Linked DNA regions of Zea mays: region 1 is linked to region 2. A link is a contact called in public Hi-C data. All regions are on one chromosome and are shown on one strand. Each heading gives the region's core, a stretch centred on a gene start, on an enhancer-like site or on the middle of the called end of the contact. The rest is flanking DNA. Distances are from core to core; before and after follow the strand shown. Region 1 holds the start of LOC103642231 (glycosyltransferase BC10). Region 2 holds the start of LOC112163603.

Evidence for each region. Hi-C and Micro-C count contacts between places; a contact is called where the count stands out from the background.
Region 1: a contact with region 2 is called in a Hi-C map of ear, with 2.0 times the contacts expected there. The contact joins the promoter of LOC103642231 here to the promoter of LOC112163603 in region 2. A contact is called at or near these places in 6 of 25 Hi-C or Micro-C datasets (bundle sheath, ear, endosperm and 2 more).

Annotation. Positions count from the first base shown.
Region 1 is chr10:152,278,526-152,282,300 of Zm-B73-REFERENCE-NAM-5.0, reverse strand. LOC103642231 (glycosyltransferase BC10) reads right to left here and starts at 1,858. Exons shown (of 1, transcript XM_020545928.2): 1 at 1-1,858. The coding sequence starts at 1,479. The coding sequence ends at 160.
Region 2 is chr10:152,011,459-152,014,790 of Zm-B73-REFERENCE-NAM-5.0, reverse strand. It overlaps LOC112163603, which reads left to right and starts at 2,010. Exons shown (of 1, transcript NM_001369801.1): 1 at 2,010-3,332. The coding sequence starts at 2,082. LOC100282890 reads left to right here. Exons shown (of 6, transcript NM_001155796.1): 3 at 617-682; 4 at 1,140-1,261; 5 at 1,354-1,482; 6 at 1,709-1,987. The coding sequence ends at 1,816. It overlaps LOC114608102 (a long non-coding RNA gene), which reads left to right. Exons shown (of 6, transcript NR_163407.1): 3 at 617-682; 4 at 1,140-1,261; 5 at 1,354-1,482; 6 at 1,709-3,332.

The DNA of each region.
Region 1 (3,775 bases), core at 609-3,108, 270 kb before region 2:
TTATGTCTAGCAGACCAGCTGCTAGCAAGTTCGTCCATCTGTTAGGCCCATGAGTTTTTGATCCTATCGAAACAAACACTTGTCTGCTTCTTGAGTTTTCATATGTGTTGCTATCCTAGACACTCAGTAGAAAAGGGAAAAAAAACAGAATGAGAAAATTCAGAAGTCTAGCAGCGTGTTGCTGAAGTTGAGCAGCATGGGCAGCGCGCTGGGCGCGAACTTCCTGGCGAAGAGGTAGCAGACCGTGGTGGGCTTGCCGTTGTAGAGGCACAGCGTGCCGTTGCTCCGGATGGCGGCCATGAGGTCGGCCGTGGTGGCAGCCTTGCCGAAGCGCGCCGGGTGCGGCCCCCCTCGCGACCAGTCCACCCAGGTGACCGTCCGGTTGGCGTTGCGCGCGCCGTGCCGCAGGTGCAGGAACGTCGGGATGTAGTGCTCGTCCGGGTAGCACGACGGCGTGCAGTGGCGCCGGAACAGCGCGTAGTAGCGCTGGTCCGCCACCACGTCGACGGCCAGGTCCCGGCTCATCTCGAACCACTCGGAGCCCTTGCGCCAGTGCTCCTCCAGCACCTCCGGCGCCATCTGCGGGTTGTACCGCCCCGCGCACTGGGGCACATCGATGTTGTAGGACTCCACGTAGCTCATCGCCGAGTTCACCAGGTACTCGTACACCGTCCGGAAGTTGAACACCGGCACGCAGCTCTCGGACACCAGCACGAATCGCTGGTTGGACCAGTCCAGCAGCGCGTTCGCCAGCAGCCGCTTCTCCGCGTCCACCAGCGTGATGGAGCCCCACGACACCTCCCCGCTCGGGATCTGCCGCCCGTGGAACGGCGAAGACGGCCGGTAGCGCCCTGCGTAGCCTGGCAGCGCGTGCACGTACACCGAGTAGAGCCCCTCGTGGCCGTGGAAGAAGCGCTCCCACAGCGGCGCGAACGGCAGCGGCCCGCGCGTCAGGAAGAGGAACGCCACCTTGGGCACGCGCTGGAACGGGTACTCCTCCACGCGCGGCGCCATGGACGCCCGCCAGAACAGCTCAGGGTCCGACATCGAGTGGCCCCATGTCGGGCCGGGATCCACGAAACCACGGAAGTCCAGAAGCACCGCCGCCGTCACCTTCTGCTGGATCCTCTTCTTCTTAGTATTATTATTCCTGCAGCTGCGGCTCGCGGTGGAAGCAGCCACGACATCGCCATTATTATTACCACTGCTGCCGGCCTGCAGGGAAGAGGAAGAAGATAACAAGGGTGACGAGGACCCAATGCTGCTGTAGTAGTAGTAGCGCGACACGTTGACGTTGGCCGACAGCCCGATGAACACGCCGGCCATCAGCATCACCAGCACCACCACGGCCTTGAGCAGCCACGACGACCAGCAGTAGTCTTTGCGCGGGGTCACCGGGAAGCCGACGATGTAGGCCTCCTCCTCGTCCCCGGCACTGCCTCGCCGGGACTTGAGGGTGCCGCCCGGCTTCATCACCATTCACCGGCTCTCGATCGTACGTCGATCCGTTAATATAATATATATAGATAATCTCTATATTATATTGTTTGTGTCTTCGTTCTTTGCTCCCTCCTCTCCTGCGAGCAAGACCTTAAAGCCCGATCGAGACCAGCGGGAGGGATCGGAGGAAAGCCTCCGGCCCGCGATGGCCGTCGCTGCCCGCTACCGTACCTGGCCTGCTGCTGATTGCTTCCACGTACGCGCCACTCGATCTGTCGCCGGCCGGTGGAACAAGCAGACGGCGACCGAAATGCAGGTACGGTCTGCCGGAAACCACCAAGAGATCGATCGAGATATGCATGGACGGAGTTGTAGATGGCCGGCCGGCCCAATAATGAGGAAGGGATCGGAGCCAAAGCCAAGGAGGGGGCCGGAGAGAATGCATGCTGCTGCACTAGCTATCTGCTAGCAGGTGGGCACGTGGAGCTTGGACGGCCACTGGCCCACTGCTAGCGACTGACACGACGGGGTGAGGGGTCATTGGTCAATGGACAAAGCAAGGCCGTCCGGTCGATGCCAAGCTTAGACACACCATGAGCTAAAGCTAACTACATACTCATTCTTTCTCTTCGTTCTTATTGCCACTAGCTAGGTGTAAACCTCGATCTGCTCTCAGAGTTGTAATAACTTCACTAATTATTTAAACAACAGGGTTGTAGGCCTGTAGGGTATGGTTTGGATTTTTCATAATTACTATCATTAGGGCCTCATGAAGCAAAATTAAAGTTGACGAGTTTACAAGGGGAAGGGGAGAGACAGCAGGGGGGGGGGGGGTTGGAGGCACTTGGAGCATTCACCGACGATGTTATGATCAGGACGCCACAGCCGGCAGCGCCAGAGGAGAGCTTCATCCTTGAATTGTCGAAGGAGCTCCGATGGGGAGGCCAGTAAACCCCGTTGAGATCACGGCATTTCTCCGTTTCCAAACTCCAAAGCAGCCAACAACATAGGAGGCAGCACGAAGGTGGCGAACTCTAGGCACGGGAAACCGACGGAGGCAGGGTGATTGATGCCCCTCTTATTTGATCATGGATTGGAGGACATCGTCGGCCACCAGGAGGAGAGGTAAGGGGACATTAGGTCGCCTTGACACAACCCCTTTTACATTCAAACCAGGGACCCAAGATGACGTTGTTAACGACGACAATAGTTCTAGAGATCGAAAGAAGCCTGATTGTCTAGGAGATCCAAAGGTCAGTCAAGCCTCTAGCATGGAGAACTACTCTCAGGGTGTCCCAATTGAAAGCGTTGAACGAAAGCCTTGGTGAAGATGACCTTAAGGACGGTAGCCTTCTCTTGTGACACCGCTACACCAGTTCGAGCGCATGCATGAACAAAATTCTCAGAAAACGATCGGCCTGATCGACATCCACTAGACATTGGATCTCACGCTATAGCCTTTGTCGGAGAGGGAATTCTCCGGCCGGGTGGCGGAACACACCCGTCCTAAATTCTAAGACGAGGAGGGGCCTAAGCGTTGTGCCTGTTAGATGGAAACGGGAAGAACACAAGAACACACAAAGGTTTAGAGTGGTTCGGGCCGCCGGAGCGTAATACCCTACTCCACTGTGTGCTGTATTGAGCTTGAGACCTTAAGAGTCTAAGTGAGCTTGAGCCTAAGTTGGGTCTGCCTTGTAACGCCGTGTGCCTTCCCTTTTATAGCTCAAAGGGGACACGTACAAGGGTGCTGAGCCCCAACATATGGGCCCAGGGGCAAAACGAAAGTAATACATATAGAAGCTTCCAATGCCAGTGTCGCTTAGAAGATCTCCGAGCGCCATAATGTTCGTAGTCCATATAGTATTAATATCTCGTGGCTGCTTCCTCGGTAACGCGCGAGCCATGATGAGCACAGCGTATGCCGCAGCATGGGCGTACTGCCTGCCAACGAAATGGACAGGCACGCCGCCTGCAAGATGGTTTGGTCGCCGCCCGTCAGCGGAGTGGACAGGGCACATTTAATGCTGAGGCGGCACATCGCCTGCCAGTGGAGTGACAGGGCTCATTAAATGCTGAGGCGGCACATCACCTGCCAGTTTGGTAGGCGGTGCGCCTTATCCGCAATAAATACAGAGGACGCGTGGCCCAGAGGCCTTACGTCAGGCTCCGCCTGCTGGCTTACATCACGGGCAGTGGGCCACGTGGCAGCATCGGGTCTCCGCCTGAGCGGGGAGCAGAAGCGTACACGGTATGGTCCGGACACGTGTCGGCTCCGGACCCCCGCCTGGCCTTGACTAAGGTCCGGGTATTCTTTGTCCCAGAATCCCGGGACCCT
Region 2 (3,332 bases), core at 761-3,260:
TATGACAGCGCGAAAGTGAACTAACACCGGCGACGATATTTCTTCCTCCATTGCAGCATGACTCCTTTTCCTCTTGGGTGGCTGTGTGTGACACACAGGCGAGATGGCTGGTGGTACGAGCAGCATGGCAACGTGGCGGCCGGCATGGCTTGTGCGCGGGGCGATAACGCGGGAGACCAGTGTGGGCTCCATCCTCTCCTGGCTGGCTCAACTTCCAGGCATCTGGGGAGGAGCATTAGGGCTGCAGTGGCGCGTGGTGAGGGCTGTGGCGGTGCGGTGCGGGACAGCAAGAAGCCTCGTTGTGCAGCATGAATGGATGTTGCACTTTCTTTTCTAAGCAATAGGATGGTGTTGGATGGTGCATAGAGGCACGAAAGTTACATGGGGACTTACCAGAGGGCAGAGGCAGGTTACCGAATCCGAGATCAATAATACCATAAAAGAATCGTTTTGGTCTGTCCTTTTCCCCCACAATTATTTCGAAGAGCTAACCATTCCACTGGACAGTGTCATTCTCGTTCTGATTTTGCCCAGCTTTATCCTATCTATTTATACATCTTCCATTCTTTGAGTATGATCGTGTATTTGTTATCGCTGATGATTACCTGTTATGCAGCCGGACAAGAGAGATTTAGGACCTTGACCAGCTCTTACTACAGAGGGGCACAGGGGGTTATTATGGGTATGACTTGTAACAGCTGTCCTGTAAATATGTAACTCTATTGCATTGTTGAAGGATCTTCACTGTGTTTTTCACTTTTCTTCTGTCATTTTTTGTCATACATCCGTTGAAATTACTGCCACGTTAAATGTCGAATGCAGTCTTCAGCTAATTTGCCTTGACTTTTTTTTGTACCAAGACACGCTCTAGTTAATATTGTCTGTGCGTTTTCAAAGTTTAAATTGTTGAACAGGAGAATTTATTTTTATTAACCAAATTGTATAAATTTCATATCAAGCTTTGTATAGCTTTAGAGTCACTGCACACATTTCCTGATCTATTTATGCATGGACATGGTAGTGTAGGTGACCCACATTTGCCGCCCCTTTTTTTGTCTGATTGCATCTTGTGTTGTCTGGTTCTGTTAAATTATTGCATAGAGGCACATGATAATATTTATGTCTCGTCAAATTTACAGTGTATGATGTCACTCGGCGGGAAACGTTTACTAATCTTTCTGATATATGGGCGAAGGAAATTGACCTGTATTCAACCAACCAGGACTGTATAAAGATGCTTGTTGGAAATAAAGTAGATAAGGTAATCAATTCTAAACTCTGTCTGCACCTTTTATCTCTTGTTTCTGATCGAGCAGCCCCTGTCGTGTTTTACCGGCCGTTTCATTTTGGCAGGAAAGTGAGAGAGCTGTGACAAAAAAGGAGGGGATTGAATTTGCTAGGGAATACGGTTGTTTGTTTCTAGAATGCAGTGCGAAAACAAAAGTAAATGTAGAACAGTGCTTTGAGGAACTTGTGCTAAAGGTATGTACTGGGCTATAGCATTTAGATTTATAATAATAATATTTTAATTTTCACAATATCATGCATGCCTTGTTGTTCACAATATTCCAAGCGGCACATATGTTGGACTCAAGTATTGCTTGTTTAGCCATGGATTGGCTTTGACTGAAATGAGGAAGGGGGCTTTTATGCATGTGTGAGTGTCCTCGAAGAAATTAGATTGCTTTATGCATGCTTGTTGTTGCAGATATTAGACACGCCAAGCCTCCTCGCTGATGCTTCGTCTGGGGCCAAGAAGAACATCTTCAAGCAGAAGCCTCCGGAAGCCGATGCCGCTGCAAGCAGCTGCTGTTAACATGCTTTTGCCATGCTAATTCCGCGTCCTCCCGTGGATGATGACGATGATATCTTTGTTTGGTGTGTCGGTTTATTGTTTCTTCTTCTTTTGGTCCTGTATATGCTGAATTTATTACACCCACACATAACTGTACGTTGGCAGCAGCTATATAATATATCGTTTTTTGTTGTTTCTTTTTGTTTTGTTTAAAAGAGAGAGAGAGAGAATAGTATATGTTTTGTTTTGTTTCCGTGCTCCAGTTGAGAGAGAGAGAGAGAGAGAAATGAAGATATTTGAGAGGAGTATGGATGGATTCACGGGTGGGCAAGGGCAAGGGAAGAGGCCAGGCCATCGCAGGCAACACCCGTGCCGTGTGTCGTGTCGTGCGAGGTCACGGGTCACTCCAGCCAAAAAACAGATGATGATGATGATGATGTGCCATGCTGCGGGGCAACAAGAAACTGAACACCACGGAAATCCAAGGACCAGCCAGCGCCCGCCCTCGTCCCTTTTGTATGTATGTGCTCCCTCTCTCCCTCCCTCCCTTTGCCATTTGCCGATTTGGGCAGCAGCAATGACACTTCCCTGCGCCGGCGGCTGCGAGATCCAAGCCAGCGGCATTAACTACCGCATCGCCGTCTCCACCCGACCTCTCAAGGTCTGGAGCAGATCAGACGACGACGTCCATTCCCAAGACCACCACAGCGTCGTCCGCCAGGTGCTCCGGGACGTCTCCTGCCGCGCGCGCCCCGGCGAGCTGCTCGCCATCGTCGGCCCCAGCGGCGCCGGCAAGTCCACCCTGCTCGAGATCCTCGCGGGGCGCCTCTCCCCGTCCCCGCCGCCCCACCTGCTACGCATCGACGGCGCCGCCGCCCACAGCGCCGACCTCCGCCGCGTCTCCGCCTACGTCACCCAGCAGGACGTCCTCTTCCCGCTGCTCACCGTGCGCGAGACGCTGCTCTTCAGCGCGCGCCTCCGCCTAGGCGCGCGCCTGCCCTCCAAGGACATGCACGCCCGCGTCGAGGCGCTCCTCGACGACCTCACCCTGCGCCGCGTCGCCGCCACCAGGATCAAGGACCTCTCCGGCGGAGAGCGCAGGCGCGTCTCCATCGGCGTCGAGGCCGTGCGTGACCCGCCCGTGCTCATCCTCGACGAGCCCACCTCCGGCCTCGACAGCGCCTCCGCGCTCCACATCGTCGGCGCGCTCCGCGCCATGGCCGAGGCGCGTGGACGCACCGTGCTGCTCAGCATCCACCAGCCGGGAGCGCGCATCGTCAAGATGTTCGACTCCGTCCTCCTGCTAGCCGCCGGCTCCGTCCTCCACCATGGCACCGTCGACCAGCTCCGCGCCCTGCTCGGGGACGCGGGCCTTCACCTGCCCCCGCACGTCGATGACGTCGAGTTCGCCATCGACTCCGTGGACGCGCTTCGCCGCCACGCCAGCAGCAGCCTGCAGGCGCCGTCCTCCGGAGACCGAGAGGGCCGGTGCACGCTGCAGCGTCTGTTCCAGCTGCACGGCAAGCAGGTGGCGGAC